2 separate regions of the Sus scrofa genome follow, and region 1 is linked to region 2. Evidence: chromatin contacts called from public Hi-C data. All regions are on one chromosome and are shown on one strand. The core of a region is the stretch at or near the end of the contact, and the rest is flanking DNA. Distances in the headings are between cores, read along the strand shown.

Region 1 (7,050 bases), core at 1,227-3,726, 110 kb after region 2:
CAACTCCCTTCCTGATGCAAGAAAACTCCCCTCACATTCTTACTGATGATTTTATTTATTTATTTATCTACTTTGGCAAAGATGACAAGAAGGAGGATGAAAGTATCCTCTAATTCCCAGGAAGTTGGCATGTGTTCTCAAGACACAAGTGTTAGGGCTATCTCATATGCAGGGTGTTTAACAATTGCATTATAACCATTTATTTCACTTTGGAAAGGCATTCTCTCCTACTCTGTAATCATGGTGAAAGCATCAGGGATGTCTAAGAACTGAACTAAAACCATTCGTACATTATTAGTCATACTAGTGATAGTCATACTCATGATGACCTAAAACAGGCACTAAACGTTTAAGCTTGTCTGGTACCTTCAACTTTCACCTTTACCTTGGGAGCTGTTGGAACTTCCTACATTTTACCATTATTATTTGAAGATTATAATTTTGTCATACAATTGTTTTAAGAGCCCATCTATGATCTGGGTTGTCAACTGCTGCTTTTGTAGCATATATTTGACGTCCCTGAGTAAGCGCTGGGCGCACTGGGGTTTCAGAGAACCCATGCTCGCACTGAACTAGTTAAATAATAATGAAAACTGCAACTGCTGTATACTTGCAAAGTGCTTTAAAATTGTGCTCATAACACTTTTTTAAATTTATGAGACAACTTTGCCTTTCTTCTTTCTCCCCTAAAAGCAACGAAAATGTAAAAGATATTAAGTATGAAGGAACTCATGTTAAATATAAGGTCTCAAATTATTTTGTTTCCTTTCACTGTCTCTCCAGCTTCCATCAATTTTTTTCTTGCATTGGCACCTCCTCTGCGTGGTCCCACAGAGCCAACCTCAAAAAGGCTTTGGGAGTAGATCATGTGCTGTTTCAGTTTTTGTTCAAATTCTACCTTGGAGCAGGGAGGGGTTTTTTTTTTTTATTGGTTTTAATGCAGTGTGTCATAGAAGACATTTTAGGGGATAACTTGACTTTGGCCTAATTCTTCTGCTTTCTGTTGATTCTTAAATATCATTTAGCAATGCCATTTTTAAACTGAATATGATCTCAGAGATTATCTAACTTCCTTCTTTTATAGATGTGAATCCGAGGTCTAGACAAGTGACATGCACTGTCTGAGGATTGTCTCAGGTCCTCAATTTTCTCAATCTATTTTCTATCCCATAGCATAAGTGTTTCCTATTTGTCATCAGCCCCCTGGCCTTTATGAGGCTCCACTTTGTTCCACTTACCATGACCTTTTGAGGGGCATGCCTTTCTGGGTTGTACATATGTCTCTCCCACTCCATGTTATTTCTCCAGCTTCGTTACATTGTGTCAGGGCATTGGGGGTGGGTGTTTGACCCTTGACCTCCAGATCTTGTCATCCTCTGCCTTATACAAATTTATTTAACTGAGACGAGATTATGTATAAGTAATGCCCGACTTCCTCTGATAGTAGAGCCAAGAAGTGTTTTCTGAGTCTTCGTCCTCATTTGAGCTGCCTACAAAGATTTCCATCCATTGGATCTCCATACCTTGTTCTGATGAGTCACGTAGAACAAACACACAGTAAGTTGACACCGAGAAACGGCTTAGGGTAAGTTTTGTTTTCCTTCCTTCAGTTAATGTCCAAAGTCACCCTTGCTCTTGCATTCTTATACTGTAGATTTCCTTCTTCGTGTTCTTTCAATTTAAAACCTGTGATGGGAATTTTCACTGGCCCAGCTCCCATGCATACATCTTCAATAAAGAACCATGTCTCCACTTTCTTTTGTGGCTTTTCATTTTTTGCTTTGTTGACTGTTGTTTTACACTCTCTGGGTTATCAGATCTGAATGGCAAGCCAGAACACCGATGTATTCATTTGCATGGAGACATAAAACACTCAGAATCAGCATCCCTTTCCCTGGACAGGGCTGACTCACCCTCACACACCTGTCCCCTTGACTTGCCTTTTCTAGGCTTTGGGCTGAACAACAGTTTCCTAAGCATGCTGCTTCTTGCTGTCAGACCTGTGGTTCAGTGGCATAAAGTACACTGGCCACATTCCAGACTCAGATCTGTACCCTGGTCACCGTGATAGGGCTCTGCCAGCTCCTGGCACATGACATGAAATAAGAAACCCTTAGGTGTTTATTTAAGTGGATCTATTTTAATTTCCAAGTACCAAGCAGCAACATTTCCCCAACAAATACTTGGGTGGCTTATTCTCTCTTCTGCTTGATTTCTCCCATTTTATTTATTAGCTTCCTTCTGAAGGTGCCCCTCATCTCCTTCTTTAGAGGATTTATTTCAAGTTTATCAAATACAATAACAATTTCTAGATCTGTTCATTTTTTATTTTTGTTTTTATTTTTTATGGCTGTACCTAGCGCATATGTACATTCCCAGGCCAGGAGTCAAATCAGAGCTGCAGCTGCAGGCCTACACCAAGGCATGGAGACACCAGATCTGAGCCACATCTTGTGGCAAGGCCAGATCCTTAACCCACTGAGCGAAGCCAGGGATCAAACCCGCATTCCCACAGATACAATGTCGGGTCCTTAACCCACTGAGCCACAACAGGAACTCTTAGATCTAATGTTTAGGAATGTCAGTGGTCTTCAGGGCCAATATTCTCCCTATTTGCTTGTACAATTAATTCTTGCCAGCTCTCCTTATTTCATTGTGCTTTTCTTTCGGTCACAGCTCTCTGTGGACCCCTCTCTGGCTTCCATCTGGGTGAATACTGGGGCTAAAGCACATGGTCTCAAGTTTCATGGCACAACAGCAACCTTCCTCTCCACTTATCTGCTCTCCAAAGCACATGCCTCTCTCAATCAGCAACTTAGAATAGCACAGAGAACGTCAGCAGGCTTCTAAGCTAGCTACTGTTGTCTCTTCCTGGCTCCGGTCCACCAGCCAGCTTCTAACAGATCGTGGCCTAGAGATGTGCCATTTAGTCTGAGGGCCCTGCTAGTACCTCAGCCTCCTCCACTTGATCAGAAGCCAATGGCCTTGAACCATAATGATTTGTTTCGAGGTGGTTTAATTGCTGGTCATTAGGAGAACTCAGTTTCATGGAAGCCACTCCTGTATTGGCTGTAGAACAACTTAAGGGCATTTCTAGCATGTGACTCAGTGTCACCTGGATGAGAGCTTGTGTGAGGAGTGTCCTTTAGGATCCACCATCAGCACTTCCATGGCATCTTGTTTTCCATTGTTGCACAACTAGTTTTATAGTTGCTCATCTCCCCTCTCTGCTCCCTCCCTAGACTGTACATTCCTGGCACCCAGCCCCTGACTTACTCATCCTACATTGCCTGTAGCCCTGTGTCTGGAAGGAATTGTCTGAAATGTCTGTAAAGGCATTTCACAAAATATTTCATAGAACTGTGGTTGAGAATGTGCAGAATCTTTGAAGGATGGTCAAGAGCTGTTGGGGCAGCAGAAGACCTTTCTGCAGCTGTCAGAGGTTTGAAAAGCTGAAGTTCTTACAGTAAGGAAGGCATCATCTTTTGAAATAGTATTTAAAGAGAAGGAGTTTGGAGGTTCTTGTTGTGGCTCAGCGGTTTCCAACCTGACGAGTATCCATGAGGATGCAGGTTTGATCCCTGGTCTTGCTCAGTGGGCTAAGGATCCAGTGTTGCCGTGAGCCATGGTGTAGGTCGCAGATGTGGCTCAGATCCCGTGCTGCTGTGGCTGTGGTGTAGGCTGGCAGCTGCAGCTCTGATTCGACCCATAGCCTGGGAACTTCCATATGCTGCATGTGTGGCCCTAAAAAGACAAAAAAATAAAAATAAAAAATAAAGAGAAGGGGTATATGTGCTTCGATCCAGTTGTCTTGTAATCTACACATGACCATGGGATAGGAGGTGATGTGGTAAAACAAAAAGCCACATGCCTTGCTTCCCCTGCAACTAATCCGTGCTTTCCCCAAGTTCCCCATTTAATGTAGTCTTCTGAGGGGAGATTTTAAGTTCTGTTTAATCAGAAGAAAGGAAATGTGAGGTGGAGAGAGAGACTGTTACAGTGGGAGATGTGTCTTTCTGGAGAATGTGTATATTCTTGGAAAAAAATAAAGTGCAGATTTGCATTTTCTGACCGGAAATATCTGGTTTGCCCTGAGGGAAGATTCGGAGCACCACAGCAGGCGTACAAAGAGAAAGATTCGATATCTGGCCTTTGACACCTGGAGGAGGACTTCTGGGTCTGCAGAAAAACATTTGATTTCAAAGGCAATCTTTGTGGAAAGAGCATTTCTTCTGCATCTACCAAGAGCTGTCCTGTGGACTAAATCGTGAGAAAAGCCTGGGAGAGAGAGAAGTCAGTGTATGACTTAGAAGAGGAGGCATGTGTGAAGTGGAAGGAAAACAGAGTGAGAGGAGACAGGTGGTGAGACCCGTGTCTTCAGCACTCCTCTTTGGGCTGATATCCAGGAGCCCCGGGAAATAGGTGGACCCCAAAGCAAAGACCAAACAAAGGGCTCTGTGCCCTGCATCCTTCCGGGTCCCCAGGAGGCTGGCAAGATCCCCTGGTAGGCACATCCACCACCCGCCACAATGCAGCCCTAAAGGAGAAGTTGGCTTGGCAGACAGGCCCAGGAAGCTCCCAGCTGTCCCAGCCTGCCAGAGGTGTGCAGGGAGCCAGCGGTCCTCAGTGGCCCACTGAAGACTTTCAGAGATTCTGGGAGGGCAGAGGACTGTTTGGAACCTGAGTCAGGGTGAAGAAGCTATAGATGGAGGGGAAATGGCCAGCATGCTGGAGCCAGCAGGTGGGTGACTGAATGCTGTCCCCAGGGGGCAGACCAATGGTCTCGCTGAGCCCCAGCAGTTGCCAGTGGAGGACATGAGCAGGATATTACCATGTCGTAGAGGCTGGACCTGAGGAGGAGGCTGGAGAGAGACCAGCTGGAGGAAGACGGGAAGAAGATTCTTAGTGAGGGAAGATGCCACCCACTGCATTGTGTGTATATTAAGTCCTTTGAGCTAAACAATTTTTTTTTTTTTTTTTTTTTTTTTTTTTTTGTGGCTGTAGAAGCTGCAGCTCCTGAAGTTTAGAGTCACTTATCGCAGTCCTGGTGGACTCAGGGCAAAAATTCAGCGCTCCGCTCTAGCAGTTCATCCAGCAATTCAGCATTGCTTTCTCTGCTCCTCTGAAGCATTTTATGTTTTATGGTTTTTACTTGTAGATGTCTTGTTTAATTTTGAAAAATACTCAGAGATCTTCCAAGATCCACATTCCAAACAAATAAAATGCAGTGTGGTTTGGTGCTGTGGTAATGACTCAATCAATCCACCTTTTCATAGAAAGGCTATAGTAATCCCAAATGAAAAATTCCACACCAGATGAAAGTGGCTTTGGGAAAAACCCCTGATTCATTCTCTAGCTGATTTTATGACTCACTCATTTGGAGCTTATTGGATTTACAGTTTAGACTCTACTCTCAAGAGGAAATAGTTAAACATAGCAGAATACTGAATTTTCAAGGCATCGCTCTTCATGTATTTTCCATTTTCCTGTGCTTAAGTCTGTGACAAAGCTCTATCTCAACACCTGTATTTTCCTCATTAATTGACCAAAACAGAAAATATGACCCAAAGAAACTCCATCCCTTAATCAAGATTTTGTCATAGTTTATGTTGTTTTTCTTACCAGATAAAAAATGTGGGAGTTCGTGTTGTGGCTCTGTGGTAACCAACCCCACTAGGTTCGAGTGGCCTTGCTCAGTGGGTCAGGAATCTGGTGTTGCCATGAGCTGAGGTGTGGTCACAGACACGGCTTGGATCCTGCATTGCTGCAGCTGTGGCACAGGCTGGCATCTGCATCTCCAGTTCAACCCCCTAGCCTGGGAACTTCCATATGCCGCAGATGTGGCCCCTAGCCCAAAAAAGATGAAAAAAAGTATACTTTTGTCACCAAAAAAAAAACTAATGGAGGAAGAAAGAGGTGGTGAAGGATTTTAATTAGTGCTCAGCCTGAGAAGGAGGCACATTCTGTGTGGTTTTGACTTAGAGACAAGGAACTTAGGTGTCTGGGTGCTTACAGCCCATCACAGCCAATCATACACCTGCTCAGCTCCTCATCTTTTCTCTCTGCCAGCATTTCCCCTAGAAGTTCAAATGCAAAACTCTTCCAGAGGTGGAAGGAGGTATGGGTTGACGGTAAAAACAAACAAACAAACAAACCAAAAAAACTGACTAAATGCCACTACTCTTATATTATTGGGAGATAAAATATGTGCTCACATTGTATATTTAATTTTTTTTCTTTTTATGCCCCCCTGTGGCGTATGGAAGTTCCTAGGCCAAGGGCTGAATCCAAGTGGCATCTGCGACCTTCACCACAGCTGCTAAAATGCTGGGTCTGCACAGGGCTGGGGGATCGAACCAGCACCTCCACAGAAACTGGCCAGATCATTACTGAGCTGCAGTGGGAACTCCTCACATTATATATTTAATTTGACTCTAAGTCTCATTGGTATGATACGTATTTTGCTTAAAAATGAAGCTAAGGATTACTGTTGGGAATAATTTTGAGACTTACCTAAGTCTGTCATGGGGGTTTTGGAAAGTTTTGATCCCTATAAAAGTACAGTAAACTTGACATAAAAAATTACTTGCTTGGGTTCTTGAAATTGCTTAGTTTTTATTTAAATTTGAAAATATTTGGATGACTAAAAAGATATTATTTAGCACTGGAACTGACTGTGTTTGTTTTTCAAACTTCAGGTGCCAAGATGACACAAAGTTGGCACTTATTAAGGTGCCACCACCAGGCTCACTGCCCAGCCAGGATTTTAAACTACAGAGACCAGTGCTTGGCGAATGCCTTTGCTGGACACTAACAGTGGTTGGGATCTTTAAAGTAGGACATAAGACTTCATATCATGATCCCAAAAGGATTATATTGGCACAACAAGGGAGTTTTAGGAAATAAAATGACCACCTTTTAAAGTTAGAACAATTAGAGTTCTGTTATGGCTCAGCAGGTTAAGAACCCAACATAGTGTCCCATGAGGATATGAGTTCAATTCCTGGCCTTGCTCAGTGAGTTAAGGATCTGGCGTTGCTGTGGCTGTGC
Region 2 (6,671 bases), core at 1,149-3,648:
ATATAAGCCTATTGGGATGGGGAGGCATCATTATTTCAAAAACTCAATTTATAAAAAGTTTGTTTTCAAGAACCAAGCCAGACTCAATCTCATCATTTCTTCAGGAGGAAGAATGATATTAAATGTCCTGCAATACTCATGATGTCAACATTAGCTTATGCATTAGCATTATGTAAGCTAATAATAATTACCATTTCTAGGCAGTTTAGAAGGTGCTTTCACTCCCACTGTCCCATTTGTTCCTCTAATTACCCTATGTTCTTTATGGGGCAGGGACAGTGTCACATTCGTCTAGGTATATCCAAGGCCTAGACTCTGCAGAGAATGCCAGAGGCAGACGTGAAAGCCATATGGAAGAAGTTACAAAAGAATGACAAACACTTTTGGAAATTACTTTTCGGTCGCCCCAAACCTCAGTGGTAAAGACAAGAGAGTACCAAGCCTTCCTGAGGTTGAGAGGGTGAGGTTCTATACCACAAGCCCCAGGGAGACACATAAGCCAGGGGAAGTCACTTCTGCTCCTTGGGTCACCTTTTTCCTCGGAATTGAGACAACTGGATATGTTATCTTTGAAAGCCCTCCCAGTTTTACTAGTCTGTGGCTCTAACTCATATTTCTATAGTCAGTTAATGAATACATATTCCCCTTTAGATTCACTTATTACACCTACTGCCAACTAAACCACTGTAATTAAATTTCAAGCTTTTAAAAGTTCTCCAAGTGGCACTAAAGAATTAATTTCTGGTCAAGAGAAATGACAGGAAAACTATGATCTACTAACCCAAGAACCAAGGACACAGTAATATGAATCTTTAAAAGATGAGATAATCCTACAACACATTTTGATGCACCGCAATGTATTAAAAATATATAGTCCATATATTCATTTTATTTTCTCTATGTATTACATATTGCATAGTAATTAACATAATATATGATTCATTTTTGTATGTTTATAACATACAAAGTCTATTATTTACCTATGTATACTTACCTGTGTCTCTATTTTGAAACACCAGTAACCTATTGTCAATAAATATCGATCGGATCTTGCCGATTTCAGCTTCTTTTGACCACTACTTAAAGGAATTATGTGGCTTAAGCTGAACTATCCTTTATGCTGAGAACGAATTGATCTAACAAGGAAAAGTTAGACAGGTAAGTTGAGAAACGTTCAGATTAATTTTGACGAAATCAAGGCAAATTTTCTTTCTCCTATTAGTTCCCGGAGTCAAATTCCTTAAAGTCCCTGTTCTAGTAAAGTCCTGTATATCTACTGGTTTTCAAATAGGTGTGTGCAGGGCTGAACAGATAAAGGCGGAACTAACATTAACCCTTCACCAACCTACAGAATTGAAAAAGGTAACAGCGGTGAGCAAAAGTGGTGCTGGTAGACTCGCTCAATTCATTCTGCAATTCTAACTGAACCTTGGCATATCTTCGGAATGGCAAAAGGCATTAAGTTGCTAAGAGTCTTTTCACACTTATTCTTGCCTCAAAGCCAACAGTTTCTGGGACTTGTCCGGCCAGCAACCGGTTTCCTAAAGCCTCAAAAATGAAGGCGCGGGTGGATCACGGGTTCTCCAGCTATCTGCGCTCCCCAGGCGCCCTGTTCACCTTGCTCCTTAATGAGAGAGGGTCAGTGTCAGCTCTTCTTGACCCGAAGCTCTCGGGCTCCGGGGTGTGGGTAGTGAGCGCCTTGACCCACTTCGCATTCCCTGCGCCAAGCCAGGGCGGGCGGTACCGTGCGCCTAGCGGCCCTACAGGGGGCGAGGAGGAGCCGTAGTAGGTTCGCGGACCGGGAGCCCCGGGAGCCTCGCCGGGAGAGGAAAGGCCAGGCTCATCCACGGCTTGAGGGCAGCAGAGCGCGGGAATGGCCACCCGATGAGGCCGGAGCGCCCGAGGACGCTGGCGCTGTCAGACCCGAGTGGCGGCAGCTGACACCTGAGGGTCTCTGAGCGCGAAGCCCAAAACCGGGGTGAAGGGCGGCTTCCAAGGACAGGGAACCCCGGGAAGGCGCGGCTAGAAAGGCGAGGGCGGGGATCCCGGCGGCCGAGGCTTGGAAAACAGGCAGCCGCTGCCCGGGAGTGCAAAGTTGCTCCCAACCGAGCAGGGATCCAACTTTCGGTTCCCGATTTAGCCGGGGGAGAGCTGGGCTGCAAACAGCCGGGCGCGCTGGGGGAGCCGCCGACAGCTGCGCCTCCCGCTCCTTACCTGGCTAGTCCCTGGAGCAGAGCCTGGGCGGCGCTGGCCAAAGTTTGGGGAGTCAGCGGCGGGACGCGAGGGACACGGACGCGACGGCTCGACGGGCGCCAGACGCGAAAGCCTCGGCGGATCCGCGGGTCAGAAGGCTGCTGCGCGGATGCCGGGTCCCAGCGCTGGCAGCGGCTTTGACTAAAATAGGCATAGCGGAGACCGCAGCCAGGGCTGGGGCCGCACCGCGCACGCGCCCGGCGCCCCGGCGCCCCCCGGCGGGCGGAGTCCCCGGCCTTGGCCAGGACTCCCCGCCCGGCTCTTCCAAGTCGCCGCCGCGTCTGCACAAGCGTGGTACATTTGAAACACCCGCTTCTTTCTTTCCTGGTTTCCTCCCTACTTCTCGGTTCTGTCCTTGTTTGGGCATGAGTGGGGGGCGAGGAGCGTTTTGGGGTCAGCGGCGTTGGTTGCTCATCTCCGTGGGGATAACTCGAGCAACAGGGTTCTCGCAGAGAGAGCAATCAGGAATAGAAGAACTAGATCCTTCTTTTCCCCACAAAATCAAACGACCCATTCGCACAATTCCTTTCTGGGACAAACGCCAGCATCTCCGCACAAGCCGGAAGAACCGGGAGAGTGCGCAATCGGCGTCCGAGCATGGCAGCGAAGGTTGGCCGTTTGGTCCACAGGGACGCGGGACAGCGCCTCCGGGGACCCGGCAAGGAGCGGGAGCAAGCCAGCCCTGCTGCTGCAGGGGCACTTGGAAGGGCGCGTCGACCTGAGCCACGGTTTTATTTCCATAGAAGGAGGATACTTATCCGAAATTTACATTCTCGTGGAGGCGCCTGGCCCTCAGCTGTAGGCAAAGCTCCATCTGAATCTGGCACGTGTGTTTGGCATTGAAAACCAAGGTATGAAAGTATGGTCCAATCCATCATTACTTTTATAGAGGATCGTTCTTTTGGGTGAGGAATGCTGGGTGAATTAATGAAGAATTGGTATAGGGGAGGAGTTGGAGGACAAAAGAGTAAGTAAGGTTAGCTAGGCATTCAGTTTCCAGCCAGAAGTGTCCCGTGGACGGATAGAATTTGTGCTGATTATAAGAAGATGAGGTTTTTCCTGCGTGCCAAACATGACCTAAAGACCACAAGTACGTTATAAAGTGAGTACCTGGGTGTGCACACGCGCCAAGTCTGTCTAGTGGAGAAGCAGCGTCTTCAAGAACCTGGGCGATAGTGCTGCACAGGCCAGGTTTGAATCCTGCCTCTGCTACCAACTGACTGTGTGACCTTGGGGAAGTTACGTGGCTTTTCTGTGTCTGTTTCCTCTTGTGTTGAGGACTAAATGGCTAGATATATATAAGAGGCTTAGAATGGTGTGTGGTACATAGTAAATTCTATGTATGTGAATATATATTCTACTTACAAAGCTCTGTCTCTCACATTTGAAATTTGCTCTAACGGCCCAAGATTCATTTTCAAGGCTGCTTCTTCAGAGTCTTTTTCTTTTTAGCTGCTTGGCCAGCCATTTTGATAGCTACCACTACGTACATATTAAGTAAGGTTTAGTAATAAATGTGCATAAATCTATCTTTGCATGGATATTTGAGGATGGCTTATAATGACAAACACTGGAAATAATCTAAATTCTAACTATAGGGGACTAAGTAAATTATAGGACATCCAAACAATCTTGTTCTAAGCAGCCATTAAAATTGATTTATAAACAGATATTAGAGACATAATAACATCTGCTAATTATATAGAACAGAGGTTAGCAAACTCTGGCTCAAAGGCCTAGTCCACTGCCGATTTTTGCACAGCTCATGAGCTAAAATGGTTTTTACATTTTTTAATGGTCCAAATCACCAAAAGAAGAGTATTTCATGACATGTGAAAACGATATGAAACTCAAATTCACTGTCCATAAAGTTTAACTGGAACCCAGCCCCACGCTCGTTCATTTATGGCTGCTTTTGTGCCAAAAGGCAGCATTGAGGAGTTGTGGCAGAAACTATATGAACTTGCAAGGCCTAAAATATTTACAATCTGGGTCTTTACTGAAAAAAAGTGTACTGCCCCTTGATAGAGGATGTATTTTGTGCCAGGCAGTATTATACATGGTTCAGATATATTAAGCCATTGAATCCTCATGGAAAACTCTGTGAAGAAGTAGCTTCTGTTATTAATCTCCATTTTATAGCCAGGAAACTAAGATAACAGCAAGGTCGAGTAGGCTGCTCAGGCTCACACAGCTAGTGAGAAGCTGGGCCAGGATGTTAACCGGGCAGTGTAGTTCTGGAACTTACACTCTCGTCCGCTACCTATATAGTTTCTGCCACCTTCTATCACTGCCTACACTGCCTCCTGTACAAAGATGTTAAATAGAAAAAGGCAAGTTACAAGAGTGAGAAGAACATGACAACTCATCCATGATGTTAAAAGACTAAAATGCTTATGTTCCTTGCCTCAGAGTGTTGAGATTATAAATGATTTTTCATTTTTCCCTCCTTCCTTCCTTTCCACCTTCTCCCCCTCTCTCTTATCTCCCTCCTTTCTTCTCTCCCGTCCTTCCTCTCTCCCTCTTCATCTTCTAACTTCTGCTCTTCCTCCTGCTTCTTTTTTAAATTGAAGTATAGTTGATTTACAATGCCGTGTTAATTTCTGCTGTACAGCAAAGTGATTCAGTTATACATATATCTATTTATACATTTTTAAAGTATATATATATATAGAGAGAGACAGACAGACAGAGAGAGGGAGAGACAGAGAGTCCTTTTAGGGCCACACTCGCCCTAAATGGAAGTTCCCGGGCTAGGATTGAATTGGAGCTGCAGCTGCCGGCCTGCACCACAGCCACAGCAATGTGGGATCTGAGCCATGTCTGTGACCTGTGCCTCGGCTCATGGCAATGCTGGATCCTTGACTGACTGAGCGGAGCCAGGGATCAAACCTGCATCCTCAGGGATACTAGTTGGGTTCGTTATCACTGAGCCACAGTGGGAACGCCATATTCTTTTCCATTATGGTTAAATCTCAGAATATTGAATATAGTTCCCTGTGCTGTACAGTAGGACCTTGTTTATCCATTCTATGTGTAATAGTTTGCATCTGCTAATCCCAAACTCTCTGTCCATCCCTCCACCACCCCCTCCTCCTGCTTCTTCTGTTTAATTTTCTATGATGATTACATGTTACTTTTGTAATAATTTAAACTCATATTTACTAAAATTGTAGAGCCCAGTTCTGGCTTTGCAGACTGGAATATCAGACTCCAGAGGTGCGGTTATGGAGTCAGCTCTTAGAGGATGAACTCACTCCTTACGGGACAGGTTAAGATCTAAGGCATTTAGATCCTTTCAAGATCGTGCACTTTTATGAAAAGAGTACTGGATTCAGTATCGTAAGACTTGCATCCCGAACTTGGATAGAGTCTGCTTTGGCTGAGTCTGTGTTCCACAGAGACAGGAGACTGAACTAAAGCTCTCCCCTACGTGACTATAACCCATTTAAGGATTAAAAGCATACATTTTATGTTTAAATTTCTCATCATTGATATATGAGTACCAGTTCTATAAAATGAAAAGTAAGAATTCTAGACATAAAAACTCAGGTTTGGGAGTGCCCTAGTCTCCCTGGTGTCCTCCTGCTGCTCAGATTGAACGATTCTGAGCACTATTTGAAAACGAATGTGAGGCAAGAAGGTAACTTGCATCGAAGCGTAGAATGAAAAGGATATGAAGCATAAATAACAAAATACAGGGCAGCCTGTCTCCTCTGCAAGAGTGCCAGCTAGTACAGCTTAGATTGACATAAACAGTTACTTCTACCTTTATTTCTCTATGGACATCTTAGTTTGCTTTTATAACTTGGACATAACCATGATGAGATTTCCAAGTTCAGACAGAATAAACTCTGTGAAAATAAAACAAGACCTGAGGGAGTCACTGGTTTTGAAAGTGTATAGCATTACTTTCCTCATCTCTATCTGCCCATGGTTTACATCAGTGTAGACTTTCTTTTGTATGTTAGTCCCAATTGCACAGAGACCGTGGCTTCTTCTGGTATGGTCTCATAGCAGAGAGTTCTGATCACCTATTAAACAGTGATTTGATTAGATTTTTTTTTCTTTTTAAAATTTTTTATTTTATTGCCATATAGTCGATTTACAATGTTGTATTAGTTTCTGCTGTAGAGCAAAGTTAGTTATATATATGTGTGTATGTGTGCATTCTTTTCATATTCTTTTCCATTACGGTTTATCACAGGATATTGCATATAGTTTCCTGTGCTATACAATAGAACCTTCTTGTTTATCTATTCTACATATAATAGTTTGCACCTGCTAATCCCAAACTCCCAATCCATCCCTCCCCTACCCCCTTGCCTCCTTGGCAATCATAAGTCTGTTTTCTATGTCTATGAGTCTGTTTCTGTTTGGTAGGTAAGTTCATTTGTGCCGTATTTTAGATTACACAT

Evidence for each region. A called contact is a pair of places that touch in the nucleus more often than the background predicts.
Region 1: a contact with region 2 is called in a Hi-C map of skeletal muscle, with 5 times the contacts expected there. The contact joins the enhancer-like site here to the promoter of BVES in region 2. A contact is called at or near these places in 1 of 5 promoter capture datasets (liver), 4 of 47 Hi-C or Micro-C datasets (fetal heart ventricle, heart right ventricle and skeletal muscle) and 1 of 2 datasets of contacts at active chromatin or transcription factors (skeletal muscle).

Annotation. Positions count from the first base shown.
Region 1 is chr1:71,471,910-71,478,959 of Sscrofa11.1, forward strand. No RefSeq gene overlaps it. Among named protein-coding and RNA genes, the nearest start is that of POPDC3, 75 kb to the left of the region's middle. Within about 2 kb of position 2,477, at least 8 of the 83 cell types and tissues checked have an H3K27ac peak or open chromatin away from gene starts, as enhancers often do. A contact at or near this core is called in skeletal muscle, where this site is marked.
Region 2 is chr1:71,357,857-71,364,527 of Sscrofa11.1, forward strand. BVES (blood vessel epicardial substance) reads right to left here and starts at 2,399. Exons shown (of 8, transcript NM_001348416.1): 1 at 2,215-2,399. LOC106508909 reads left to right here and starts at 1,556. Exons shown (of 6, transcript XM_021084573.1): 1 at 1,556-1,638; 2 at 1,733-1,916; 3 at 2,223-3,104. The coding sequence starts at 1,556. The coding sequence ends at 2,975.